Regions from separate parts of the Pan troglodytes genome. Here region 2 is linked to region 1. The links are chromatin contacts, called in public HiChIP or PLAC-seq maps. All regions are on one chromosome and are shown on one strand. Each heading gives the region's core, a stretch centred on a gene start, on an enhancer-like site or on the middle of the called end of the contact. The rest is flanking DNA. Distances are from core to core; before and after follow the strand shown.

What was found. HiChIP or PLAC-seq counts read pairs in DNA pulled down with a chosen protein or histone mark.
Region 2: a contact with region 1 is called in an H3K4me3 HiChIP or PLAC-seq map of stem cell-derived excitatory neurons, with 5 times the contacts expected there. The contact joins the promoter of ESRP2 here to the promoter of ACD in region 1. A contact is called at or near these places in 1 of 7 Hi-C or Micro-C datasets (stem cell-derived neural progenitor cells) and 1 of 1 datasets of contacts at active chromatin or transcription factors (stem cell-derived excitatory neurons).

Annotation. Positions count from the first base shown.
Region 1 is chr18:65,700,535-65,707,111 of NHGRI_mPanTro3-v2.0_pri, reverse strand. It overlaps ACD (ACD shelterin complex subunit and telomerase recruitment factor), which reads left to right and starts at 2,308. Exons shown (of 11, transcript XM_054669442.2): 1 at 2,308-2,982; 2 at 3,059-3,201; 3 at 3,309-3,402; 4 at 3,491-3,567; 5 at 3,685-3,729; 6 at 3,841-3,875; 7 at 4,025-4,176; 8 at 4,288-4,384; 9 at 4,742-5,118; 10 at 5,251-5,342; 11 at 5,420-5,572. The coding sequence starts at 2,884. The coding sequence ends at 5,498. PARD6A (par-6 family cell polarity regulator alpha) reads right to left here and starts at 2,188. Exons shown (of 3, transcript XM_009431052.4): 1 at 2,002-2,188; 2 at 1,426-1,648; 3 at 329-1,207. The coding sequence starts at 2,064. The coding sequence ends at 456. CARMIL2 (capping protein regulator and myosin 1 linker 2) reads right to left here. Exons shown (of 38, transcript XM_016928867.4): 35 at 6,459-6,577; 36 at 6,223-6,303; 37 at 5,788-5,865; 38 at 5,535-5,698. The coding sequence ends at 5,586. It overlaps ENKD1 (enkurin domain containing 1), which reads left to right. Exons shown (of 7, transcript XM_016928872.4): 7 at 1-156.
Region 2 is chr18:66,282,092-66,288,637 of NHGRI_mPanTro3-v2.0_pri, reverse strand. It overlaps ESRP2 (epithelial splicing regulatory protein 2), which reads left to right and starts at 4,913. Exons shown (of 15, transcript XM_063797308.1): 1 at 4,913-5,152.

The sequences.
Region 1 (6,577 bases), core at 1,059-3,558:
AGGACAGGGTTGGACCCAATCCCAGAGCAGAGGTCTGAAGACAGGAGCAGGGGGGTGGCCAGTGTCCCTAGAGCACTCTTCCCAGTCACCAGTGGCTGCAGAAGGGCCACCCCAGCCTTTTAACTGCTTTGTCAAAATTAAACATTTTGTACACAGGATTTGTTTCCATAAGAGCTTTTCTTACCCTAAAAATGCCAAGCCTGGTGGCCCTCCTGCTGCTTGATTGCAGGAAGTTCTCCCCAGTGTCACTCCTGCCTTAGTCCAGAGCAGAAGGCAAGCTGGTGGGACCAGGGAGGAGGCTGGGACTGGGACACACAAGGACCATGACTGTATTTGTAGAAAACCTTTAATGTTCCCCAGGCTGAGGGAGCCCTGTGAGCCAGCTAAAAACCCCCACTGTGAAGTCCCTGCCATGTCCCAGCAGTGTGGAGTGGCATGGGGCTTCATCCTGACTGTCAGAGGCTGAAGCCACTACCATCTCCTCGAATGCGACTCCCCCAGCCAGAACTGGCCTGCTCCTGGTCATCCAGGGAGGGCAGAGAGCTGCGGGTACCAGGATGTCGGCAGCCAGGGTGCAGGTCCCAGCACGGGGGCCCCTGAGACAGCCCATTGGAACTGGGAGGCTGGCGGTTCTCAATGACCAGGTCACTGCTGTCATCGTCACTATCAGGCTCAGCAGGCCCAGGCCCTGCAGAGGGAGGACCTGTCAAACGCCCAGATGCCCCTCGCACCACGTTATTGCGCTGGTTGGCGGGCTTGACAGTGACAATGAGGTTATGGCTGTTGGCAACCATCATGTCCGTCACTTGGTCCAAGGTCTTCCCGGCTACTTCAATGCCATTGACCTCGAGGATCTCATCACTGACCGCCAGCAGCCCTGTACTCTCAGCCAGACCCCCACGTACCAGGCGGGAGATGAAGATTCCTGGAACCCGCTCCAGGCCCTGGGGAGCCACACGCACGCTCATGCCATCTCGGATGTAGAAGCCCAGGGGGCGGTCTGAACCATGCTTGTGCAGCCGCACCCGTCGGTGGGTCTCAGGCAGTAGGTCCACGTCTATGACTGAGGAAACCTGGCGGAAATCTTGGGGCAGGCTGATTAGCAAGGGTGGCCGGGTGCGCAGGGGTGCCACTGGCCGCAGCAAGAGCCCTTTCTTGCGCCGCTGCAGAGAGTTGGAGGCAAAAGCCAGGCCGCTGGAGTCAGCTTCTGCTGCAGAAGAGGGGGAATATTGAGATCAGAGACCTGCTCCCCGACTTGGGCTGTTTACAGGGGGCACTGTAGCTATTTCCTACCACTTGGAGGTCAAGCCAAGGGCAGGGACTGCAGAGGGTGACGCTTGGGTACCCTGGGCATGGACTAACCCTTGTAGACCTGCCCCACAGACACCTTACCCCACAGAGGCTGCCCACTGTACCCCTCCTCACCCCGCTTCTGCACCAGTAGGCGCAGTGGCGGGGGCCCGCTGGCCAGGGCCCGGTGCAGGCTGTCGTCGTTGGTGAGGGGCAGCAGGTCGCCATGAGCATCCGTATAGCCAAGTAGCACGTCCAGGCCCGGGATCTGGTGCACCGCCCGCAGCAACCGCGAGAACTCCTGGAAGCCGCTCACCGAAGCGCGAGGCAGCGCGAAGCGTCGGAACTCGGCGTCAAACTGGAAGTCGGGGTTGGGGGAGAGGAGGAGTCAGGACAGCCTGCGCCCCTTTCTCACCGCAGGCTGGCAGGGATGGGAAAGATGCGGCTGCCGCTTTTGCGGCAGCCTTAAGCCCAGACCTCAGCTCCAGTACCAGGGACGCTGTCCAAGGTCTTCTTACCGCCCTCCAGGTACTCAGGCCACAGAGAGCTGGAGACCAGCAGTGGAGGAAGGAAGACGGATGGGGGAAGGCGAGCAGAAAAGCAGAATGGGACTTGGAGGATAGAGGGAAGAGGTGGCGGGGACCAAGGAGCTGGGAAGGGGAGAAAGAGGGAATTGGGAGCGCCTAGGGCCGAGGCCGGAGGAGCCCTTACTTTGCTCTTCACCTCGACGATGCTATCGGGACTGCGCGCCGGAGTCCTCTGCGGCCGGGCCATGGCGGGGCCGGGCGGGCCGGGGACGGTGCCCCAGGCGGCCCGCCGAGGCGCAGGTGCACAGCCCGGCCGGCCCGCCCGCGCCGCCCCGCCCCTGGCGGTAGCACACGCCCCGCCTTCCCATCCGGAGCGTGACGTCAAGGGGGCAGCGACGCAGAGTGGAACGCGGAGTCCACGTTTCCTAGGAAACGGAGCCGTGGATGGAGAGGAGCCGTCCTCCGCTCTTGCGTCATCACGCTGAGGTCCGCGCGCCCCCGGAGTCTGGGGAGCAGGGCTCCGCCAATCCGAGGGGAGGGCGAAGGAAGTACCATTTATTTAGCGCTGTGTGTGTGCTCTTATTTCCACTGGCCTTACAAGACCGTGCACTGTGTAGATGAGGAAACTGAGTCATAATAAATATGTGCTGAACCGTTCGGGGGTCACACGGTGCTTAAATGGTTTCGAGTCAACTCGCTCGGACGGCACTCGGCCTCAGCCTCCGGCCCTGGAACCCTCTCCAGGGACGGGACCAGCCCTTGTTCTGTTCCCTACCGGTACCACAGGAATCTTGACAAACGGCCCAAATGCCTGGCCGCTGTCAGAGTGACGCCGCGATGAGAGTAAACGGGCCAGCATCCCGTGCACCAGCGGGGTGGACCAGCGGGAGTCTGCACACAGGCCCCCGAGCAGGACGCCCTCGTGCGCAGGCTTGGGGTATACGTGGGCGGGGCCTCCTCCTCCGGCCCCGCCCAGCCGAAGGAGCTTCCTCTTCCGAGGAAAGGCGGGGCCTGGGCGCCCGCGGGAAACCCGGGCCCCTTGCATCCGCTGGGTGTAGCCGTGGGGATGGCAGGTTCGGGGAGGCTGGTCCTACGGCCCTGGATTCGGGAGCTGATTCTGGGGTCAGAGACACTCTCCAGTCCACGAGCCGGGCAGCTGCTCGAGGTGAGCCCCCATTCAGGGCCCGGAGACCGAGGCGGAGGCCCGGGGTGGTGGGATTGACGCCGCTCGCCGCCGTCAGGTACTACAGGAGGCCGAGGCCGCGGTCGCGGGCCCATCCCACGCCCCTGATACGTCCGACGTCGGGGCCACGCTGCTTGTGTCTGACGGGACCCACAGTGTCCGATGCCTGGTGACGCGGGAGGCCCTGGACACCTCGGACTGGTGAGAGGCCCCGCGCGGCTCCGGAGGTCGGAGTCCGGCAGGAGAGCGCGAGGTGGGCGGGCCTTGTGTTCAGGTGGGCCCGGCAGTGAGGATCCTGCTTGTCGTAGGGAGGAGAAGGAGTTCGGCTTCCGCGGGACAGAGGGCCGGCTGCTGCTGCTGCAGGACTGCGGGGTTCATGTCCAGGTCGCTGAGGGCGGCGCGGTGAGTGGTGAGACTGTCTTGGGCGGGTTACCGGGCATGACTCTTCGTGACGATTCTGAGACCTCCCCTTCCCCACGAACTCCTCCAGCCCGCAGAGTTCTATCTCCAGGTGGACCGCTTCAGCCTGCTGCCCACGGAGCAGCCCCGGCTACGGGTGCCTGGTTGGTAAGTGATGCCTCCGCCCTCCAGCGGCTCTCCCCACCCCAGCCTGGCCGGCGCTGGCAGACGCCTATGGGGTAGGAGGGCTTGGGCCCCCATTAACTACCCTTCTCTTTTTCTTAGCAACCAAGACTTAGATGTTCAGAAAAAGCTCTATGACTGCCTTGAGTGAGTCTGGGGTTGGGCTCGGGGGCCACGTGTGGTTTGGTGAGGGGATGGTGTATCTAGGTAGACGGGCCTCAGCATGGTTCCTGAGTCCTGGCCACTCTCTTCCTGTAGGGAGCACCTTTCAGAGTCCACCTCGTCCAATGCAGGTACTGTAGGGCTTGACCAGTGATCCTAACACCCTGTGCAGTGACCTCTCCAGCCTTAACCTTATGCTTCCTCAATAAGCTGTCTTCCCCCTCACCCTCCTGGTCCTCCCCTTTAAGCCTTGACTCATCCCATGGTCCCCTGTCCCCAGGCCTATCACTGTCCCAGCTTCTGGATGAAATGCGGGAGGACCAGGAGCATCAGGGGGCACTCGTGTGCCTGGCTGAAAGCTGCCTGACACTGGAGGGCCCTTGCACGGCACCCCCCGTCACCCACTGGGCTGCCTCACGATGCAAGGCCACGGTCAGTCTGGGGATTTGCTTGGGAGATGTCAGGGTGAGGAGTTGGGCAAGGGTCATATTCCACAGGACATGAGAGTAAACGGGCCTGTCCTACAGAGTTCATGTCCCACAGGGAGAAGCTGTGTACACTGTCCCCAGCTCAATGCTGTGCATCTCTGAGAATGACCAGCTAATTCTGAGCTCTCTAGGCCCCTGTCAGAGGACACAGGGTAAGGGGGACTGGAGAGGTTGGGGGGATACCTGGGGCCCAGGTCCACAGTGCTGATAAGACTTCCTGAACCCCCCAGGCCCTGAGCTGCCCCCACCAGACCCGGCTCTGCAGGACCTATCTCTGACCCTCATAGCCTCTCCTCCTTCCTCACCCAGTTCCTCAGGTGAGGTGATGCACAGGTCACAGGCACTCACTGCCGCCTGTCAGTCAGGTTCCCGGGCTGTGCAGGATGCTGTGAAAGGTGCACGGTGGGTGGGGGATGAACACGGTCCCTGCAGTCCTGTCTGAGCTCGCAGGCCACTCAGCTGCCCTGAGCGGAGAGGGCTGTGCCTACAATAAGTCCCCTCCTCCTCAGGAACCCCGGCCTTACCCGGCCACATGTCATCCGAGGAAAGTGGTACCAGCATCAGCCTTCTGCCTGCCCTGTCCTTGGCTGCTCCAGACCCAGGGCAGAGGAGCAGCTCCCAGCCCTCACCAGCCATCTGCTCAGCGCCTGCCACCCTGACCCCCAGGTCCCCACACGCCAGCCGTACCCCCAGCTCCCCACTCCAGAGCTGCACTCCCAGTCTCTCACCCCGTAGCCATGTCCCCAGTCCACACCAGGCTCTTGTGACCAGGCCCCAGAAACCTAGCCTGGAGTTCAAGGAGTTTGTAGGGTTACCCTGCAAGAATCGGCCGCCTTTTCCCAGGACCGGAGCTACCAAGGGAGCCCAGGAGCCCTGCTCTGTCTGGGTGAGCATAGCCCCTCTGCAGCTGGAGGGTAGAACAAGGAAGGCCTGAGGTAGAGCTGGGAGGGAGCATGGGTAGCCTTGGATGGGGTTGGGGTCCTTGTTAGCTCTTCCCCAGACACCATACCCCTTTCAGGAACCCCCAAAGAGGCATCGTGATGGTTCTGCCTTCCAGTATGAGTATGAGCCACCCTGCACGTCCCTCTGTGCTCGGGTCCAAGCTGCCAGGTGAGTGCCTGGGTCTGCCCCCACTCTTGGTCACTAGTCCCAGGCTCCATTGACCTGCAGCGGTGGTTTCTTTCCAGGCTTCCTCCCCAGCTCATGGCCTGGGCCTTGCACTTTCTGATGGATGCACAGCCAGGGTCTGAGCCAAATCCGATGTGAGACGTCACACAGGACAGATACCGCTCCACACTCTGCTTCCTTTGAGTTTTTTAATAAAATAATCTCATGCGGCAGGAGAGGAGAGGATCAGGGATTGGGGCCGCCGCCTCTTTGGTCTGTGGCTGGGGAGGGTGGGCTCCGCTCAGGGCTGGAGGGCTCTGTGGGCTGTGGGGGCAGAGGCTCGGTTCCAAGGCCAGATCCTGTGAGGGGAGGGAGGGAGAGAGAGGAAGGGTCAGGGCTGGGCTAAGCAGTCCCGCCACCCTCCCAGCTGGCCTGGACCCCCTCTTACCTAGGCTTGGGGATGGAGGTGCCTCGAGTTTTGGCCTGCGTTTGAGGACGGGGGAGCGCTGCAGCCTCAGGGGCCGTTCTAAGGGACACAGAAAAGCTTGGGGTGGGTTGCTAAGGCTTGGGGTCTGTCCATCCCCTGCCCCTCTCTTCCACCTCCAGTGCACATAAGCATGCACTCACACACACTGCTGCCTTCAGAGCATCCCCCGTCCCTGCGTCCTCACCCCTGGCAGAGGCTGCTCTTCGGGAACTGGAGCCAGTGCTAGTTGGAAGGGCTTGTTGTCAAACCCTTGCACCTGGTCTTCTGGCTCCCTGATTTCTTGAGCCCTCACACACTGGTGGCTCCCTCCAAGGACCAAAGCTATGAAGGGAGCCCCAGAAGCCCACCCTCCCACATCTCCTGCATTCAAGCACACGTGGAGGTGTCTCCCCTCACCAGCAGGGGCCTGGAGCTGGTCCTCATGCACAGACACTGCTCGCCGCCCTGCCGAGAGAGGCCTCGGCCTCAGCTGGCCATCTGAGGGAGGCCAGGGAATCAGGGGTATTCCAACAGCTGCCCCCACTCCAGCCCTTGCCTCCCACCCTCAGGGTCCTTAGAGGAGCTGAGTTCCCAGCAGGAACTCCTCCAGCCCCGAGGCCAGGATTGGAGTGGGGAATCAGGTGCCTGCCTACCTTCATTCCTGGGGCCCAAGCAAGGGTCCTCTGGGAGGCCCAGGCTGTCTGGGGAGGGGCTGGTTCTGCAGGGACTTGGGCTTTGACCAGGGGAGGGAGGGCCTGGACCATCCTGTTGG
Region 2 (6,546 bases), core at 3,664-6,163, 580 kb before region 1:
TCCTGAGCTCTGGATGCTTCCATGCTTCTCAGAACCACAACTCAGGTGGTCATAAGGGCTTGCCACTCCCCAAACCACACTACCCTATTCCCACAACAGCCTCGTCACTGATGTCCCAATGCACGCCCTCGTTCCTGTGGGTCGTTCTCCACATGCCAGGCTGACACCATTTTTTTTTTTTTTTTGAGACGGAGTTTTGCTCTGTCACCCAGGCTGGAGAGCAGTGGCGTGATCCCGGCTCACTGCAACCTCTGCCTCCTGGGTTCAAGCGATTCTCCTGCCTCAGCCTCCTGAATAGCTGGGATTACAGGCACCCGCCACCACGCCCAGCTAATTTTTGTATTTTTTAGTAGAGACGGGATTTCGCCATGTTGGCCAGGCTGGTCTTGAACTCCTGACCTCAGGTGATCCGCCCACCTAGGTCTCCCAAAGTGCTGGGATTACAGGTATGAGCCATCACACCCGGCCCCGATTTTTTTTTTTTTATCTTGCTCAAATTGTATGGTTTGCCCTACAAACCATAAATTCTCATTAGATGGGTTTTATTTAATCCTATATATCGGAACTTACTTTGCAATCTGACTCTGGCATAACATTAGGTGACAAGAAAGTCAAAATATTCCAAAACAATGTTTCTTTGCCATACTTTGAAATGGTCCTGCAAAACTGTCCTTTGTGGAGGAAATTTTGCATCTGTAAAGAATCTCTATTAACATAGCTAGATTTTCTTCCAGGCCCTCCCAAACCTGAAGAGATTAAGAGTTTAGCACCTTTCACAGGTCTGAATAGGGCCGGGCGCAGTGGTTCACGCCTGTAATCCCAACACTTTGGGAGGCCGAGGTGGGTGGATCCCCTGAGGTCAGGAGATTGAGACTAGCCTAGCCAATAAGGCGAAACCCATCTCTATAAAAATAGAAAAATTAGCTGGCCGTGGTGGCGGGCACATGTAGTCCCAGCTACTCGGGAGGCTGAGGCAGGAGAATCACTTGAACCTGGGAGGCGGAGGTTGCAGTGAGCCAAGATCATGTCACTGCACTCCAGCCTGGGAGACAGAGCAAGACTCCATCCAAAAAAAGCGTCCAGGCCGGGCATGGTGGCTCACACCTGTAATCCCAGCACTTTGGGAGGCCGAGGCGGGCGGATCATGAGGTCAGGAGATCGAGACCATCCTGGCTAACACAATGAAACCCTGTCTCCACTAAAAATACGAAAAATTAGCCAGGCATGGTGGCAGGTGCCTGTAGTCCCAGCTACTCGGGAGGCTGAGGCAGGAGAATGGCGTGAACCTGGGAGGCGGAGCTTGCAGCGAGCCGAGATCGCGCCACTGCATGCTAGCCTGGGTGACAGAACGAGACTCTTGTCTCAAAAAAAAAAAAAAAGTGTCCAACTATTTTACAGAGTTTGACTCTTTTCATCAACAGAATAAATCCAGAGACTGAGGAGCCAGTCTAGTTGTGCTATCTTCCTTGGGTGAGCACACAGCCAACACCCTTCGCCCCTCCTGCTACCTGGCCCTTTGCACTCCCTCTCACTGGCCTAAGCTCCAAGCTCCCCTACCTGAACTAGGTGGATCCCGGGCTTGAGGCAACCAAACTAAGCCCAGGGCTTTCGGGCTGATTTGGTGGCCAGAGCTGAGTCCATTTAGAGGCCGGTGGAATCTCCCTAAAGCTCATGGCTCAGCAGTCCCCCATTCCTCTGCAGCCAGTCTCCCTGCAGCCCCGAGATGCCTAACACTGATCCAGCCACAACAGAACCCTGGAGGCAAAGGGCCCAGAACAGAGATCATGCCACTGCACTCCAGCCTGGGTGACAGAGGGAAACTCCGTTTCAATAAAATTTTAAAAAATAAAATATAAAATAAAAGGCCGGGCATGGTGGCTCACACCTGTAATCCTAGCACTTTGGGAGGCCGAGGTGGGCATATTGCCTGCGCAATGTGGCGAAACCCTGTCTCTACTAAAAATACAAAAAATTAGCCAGGCGTGGTGGTGTGGGCCTGTAATCTCAGCTACTTAGGAGGCTGAGGCACAAGAATCACTTGAACCTGGGAGGTGGAGGTTGCAGTGAGCCGAGATTGTGCCATTGCACTCCAGCCTGGGTGACAGAATGAGACTCTGTCTCAAAAATAAATAAAAATAAAATAAGCCGGGCGTGGTGGCTCACGCCTGTAATCCCAGCACTTTGGGAGGCAGAGGCGGGCGGATCACGAGGTCAGGAGTTCGAGACCAGGCTGACCAACATGGTGAAACCCTATCTGTACTAGAAATACAAAAATTAGCTAGGCGTGGTGTTGCGTGCCTGTAATCCCACTACTCAGGAGGCTGAGGCAGGAGAATCGCTTGAACCCGGGAGGCGGAGGTTGCAGAGAGCCAAAATCGTGCCACTGCACTCCAGCCTGGGCGACAGAGCAAGACTCTGTCTCAAAAAAATTAAAATAAAATAAAACAAAATAAAATAGGCCAGGCGCAGTGGCTCACGCCTCTAATCCCTGCACTTTGGGAGGCCGAGGCAGGCAGATCACTTGAGGTCAGGAGTTTGAGATCTGCCTGGCTAACATGGTGAAACCCCGTCTCTACTAAAAATACAAAAATTAGCCGGGCGTGGTGGCGAGCACTTGTAATCCCAGCTACTCAGGAGGCTGAGGCAGGAGAACGGCTTGAACCCGGGAGGCGGAAGTTGCAGTGGGCCGAAATCGCGCCATTGCACTCCAGCCTGGGAGACGAGACCAAAACTCCGTCTCAAAATAAAATTAAAATAAAATAAAATAAAAATAAAGCCAAAGGGTATTGGCCTGATGGGGGCATCTAGGGGACCCCCTTTTCACCACTGTACTGGTGCTTTGCTCGACCTCGGGCGCACGCCCCTGCCCCCCTGGTTCTGGCAACGGAGTCAGCGCGCCCTCTGGCGGGTGCTCGGCAGCCACTCCGCACAGGTGCGGGGATCCCAACCCGGGAGGTGGGGCCCAACGCGCTGGCTAGTGGGGTGGCCCGGGACATAAGGAGGGTCGCTGAGAGCGGGGACGGGTCTGGGCAGGCGAGTGTGGATCTCCGCGGTGATCCCCAGCGTCGAATCCTCTTCCACTGCGAGATCTTTCTTGGTAGCGAAGGGAAGGAGGGAGGGCGTTTTCGCACCACTCCTAGACGCCCTGGAGGTTCCAGGAGACCCGCCACGCTTCCCGCCTCCCACCCTGTATCTGCCCGGGCTTTCATGTCCCCGAAGCAACAGCGCCGGCTGCCTTTAGGAGTGCAGCCCAGGCAGGCCTGAGGGCCAAGGTGAGGGTAAAATTTCGCGAGTATGAGGCCCACGGAACCCAGTTCTTTCTTCCAAATATCTGGCACGCGGTTTTGAGAAAGGCGGCTGACCTCAGGCGGCCTGGGCCGCCGGGGCCTTGCTTACCTCTCTGCCGTACCAATCTCCTATTCATTAATTCATGAACCCCAGGGGAGCGAGGAGTCGGGTGGGGGTGGGGGACAATTTTTAGAGAAGTACAGAAATCTCAAACTACAGAAGGTACCCCTGCGGAAGGTAGAAAATCTGGAGGAAGGCCGGGAGCGGTGGCTCATGCCTGTAATCCCAACACTTTGGGAGGCCGAGGCGGGCGGATCACGAGGTCAGGAGTTCGAGACCAGCCTGTTCAATATGGGGAAATCCCATCTTTATTAAAAATACAAAAATTAACCCGGCATGGTGGCGCGCGCCTGTAGTCCCAGCTACTCGGGAGGCTGAGGCAGAGGCAGAGGCAGAGGAATCGCGTCAACCCAGGAGGCGGAGGTTGCAGTGAGCCGGGATCATGCCATTGCACTCCAGCCTGGGGGACAGAGCGAGACTCTGTCTCAAAAAAAAAAAAAAAAAAATTCTGGAGGAAGAGCTGGAGCCCTAGATAGAGAAGGGGCAGGGCTGGAGAGGAGGAAAGGGCACAGATGAGACCCTACTGCAAAGGCCTGTGTCTTACCATTGCTGAAATACCCTGTGGCAGAAGAAGCTAGCCTTAGACAACAGTTCATTCATTCAGTGACAGGCGTTGGGGGTAAGCCTCTATCTTCGAGGATAGGATGATGGAGCGGGGAGACAATACACGATTAATAAATCGTGTTATAAGTTGGTTAAGTTGGGGGGTTGGGGGGCAGAAAGCAATGAGGGTCGGTTGGGGTCAGGAGTGTGGGTTGTTTAGTAATAATGGGGTGATCTGGAAGGACTCATCTGAAGATGAGTAAGGGATCTCAGCAAAACAGGACCCCATCCTCCTGCCCAGTATTTAAACGAATTTGGTTTTTAAAGAAGAATCCAAGGGTTGGAGCTGAGTGCACGGTAGCTCATGCCTATAATTCTAGCCCTTCGGGAGGCCGAGGTGGGCGGAGTTCGAGACCAGCCTGGTCAACATGGCGAGACCCCGTCTCTGCAAAAAATACAAAAATTAGCCAGGCGTGGTGGCTCACGCCCGTAATCCCAGCACTGGGAGGCCGAGGCGGGTGGATCACCTGAGGTCAGGAGTTCGAGACCATCCAGCCTGATCAACATGGTGAAACCCCGTCTCTACTAAAAAAATACAGGCGTGGTGGTGCACGCCTGTAATCCCAGCTACTTGGGAGGCTGAGGCAGGAGAATCGCTTGAACCCAGGAGGCGGAGGTTGCAGTAAGCCGAGATCGCGCCATTGCACTCCAGTCTGGGCAACAAGAGCAAGACTCCGTCTCAAAGAAAAGAATAATAAAAATTAAAAAAATAAAATAAAATAAAAAGAATCTAAGTTGCAGGAGTTGTCTTGCTATGGGGGCAGCCGGATGGGCATCCGGGGTAGTTTAGGGGAGCCGCACTGTGCTACCAGCCCGTGCCTCAGGTTCACGACCCAGCGGCGACTTGGACACGCATAAGCGCGTCTTCCGTGGGAAAGCGCTCAGGACTGCCAGAGACGCCACAATGGAGCAGTCACCTCGCGAAGGTGGCTTCCGGGAAGAGCGGGCGTCGAGACTCAGGCTGAAGAGGAAAAAGGGCCTAGAGGCTGCACAGATGAGGTCGCCAGGAGGGGCGAGAAGGAGACCGAGTAGCGCCCAGACCTCCGGGCGGGGACGCTGTGACCCTGTGCTGTAAGAGTGGAACCCAGACAGGAGCCAAGGAGGAAGCGACGTGCTTCTGTGGAGCTTCAGGAATGCGGCGGTTAGGGCCACTGGTTTAGGGGAGTTGGCTGGAAGGGCGTGGCCGGAGGAAGGGCCGCCTCCACCAGGCGCAGGCGCGCTACCGGGCGGGAGGGGGAGGAGCGTTACTCGCGGTTGCGCCCCGCCCCGCGAACAAATATTTGACATTCCAGGCTTATCGGGAGGAGGGGCCCGAGGAGCAACGTTCTCCCTTCCCCCGCGCCTGATTCGCTTACCGCTTCCGGGGGAGGAGACGCATGGGCCAGTGCCCGGGTGGGCGGTCCGGAGATGGACAGCCGCGCACCAAGGCCCGCCTCCGCCTGTAGGGAAAGTAAAGTGCTACTCGCTCGAACCCGCCGGGCGAAGGAAGCACTTCCCATGCTCTCCCTGTCGCCGTGTCCGGGCGCGAGTCATTTCCGTCCCGGGCGCCTGTTTCTTTAGCTGCCAAGTGGAGCTACGCTGAGCTCTCTCCCCCCGGGCCTCGCCCCTTTCCCGGGCATGAGTTCTGCTGATGCGCCCGGGTGCCCTGCTCTCTCCATTGTCCAGGGGCCGGGCCGCAGCACCCTCCTTGTCCGAAAGCGCGTGGTGCGGCTCCCGTCTCAGTCTCGAGTCGGGCTAGGCAACCGCGTGACTCAGTTCCCGCCACGCTGGAGCCCCCTCCTTCCTGCTGGATTATTCAGTTTCTCAGTCACTTATTCAGTTTCTCAGTCACCTCCCTGGGAGAGTTTGGGAAAGTAAGGAACGGCCGGGAAACGCGCCATAAAGGAGCCTCACCAAGCTCCACTGGGCAAAGGGAGGAATGGGAGCCCCAAATGTGGGGCTGTCAATTGGGTTGTAGGTGCGGGATGGAAAAGGGAGGATCTGCAGCCCGCATGCGCGCACACACGCTCAACGCTAGCCCCCCATCGGCCAGAGCGCTCGCAATCTCCAGGCAGCTTCTCCACCGTCCAGAAAGGGACGAAAGCAGGCAGGCCCCCACACGTGGGGTAGGAGTGAGGCTCCAGGCCCGTTCTACCCCTCTCAGCCTCGTCTAGGGTGCAGCTCTCTGGGATTTGGGGGGTTCCTTTCCCCAGCATTGAGGCCTGCCCACTCCCAACCCACAACGACCGCGCTCTGGCACTTCTCAGTGCCAGGCTAGCGCTCGGCCCTAGCATCTGCGTGGACAAGCCCTTCCCTGTGATCCCTGGTGACCACCCCACAGCTCTAACAACGCTGATGTTCCCGCCGCCCTCCCCTTTCCCAGGTGACTTCTGGTGATCCCCCTACAGGGTGATACCCGGCAACTCTCACCGCCCCCTTGACCCTTTGACTTCCATCAACCCCAGACCTGCCGTGTTGACCCCCACAGCCCCTAGACTGCCTCCTGGTGACTTCCATACTGGAGAAGGCCTCTGTCTTGCACGCTCCTTTGCAGAG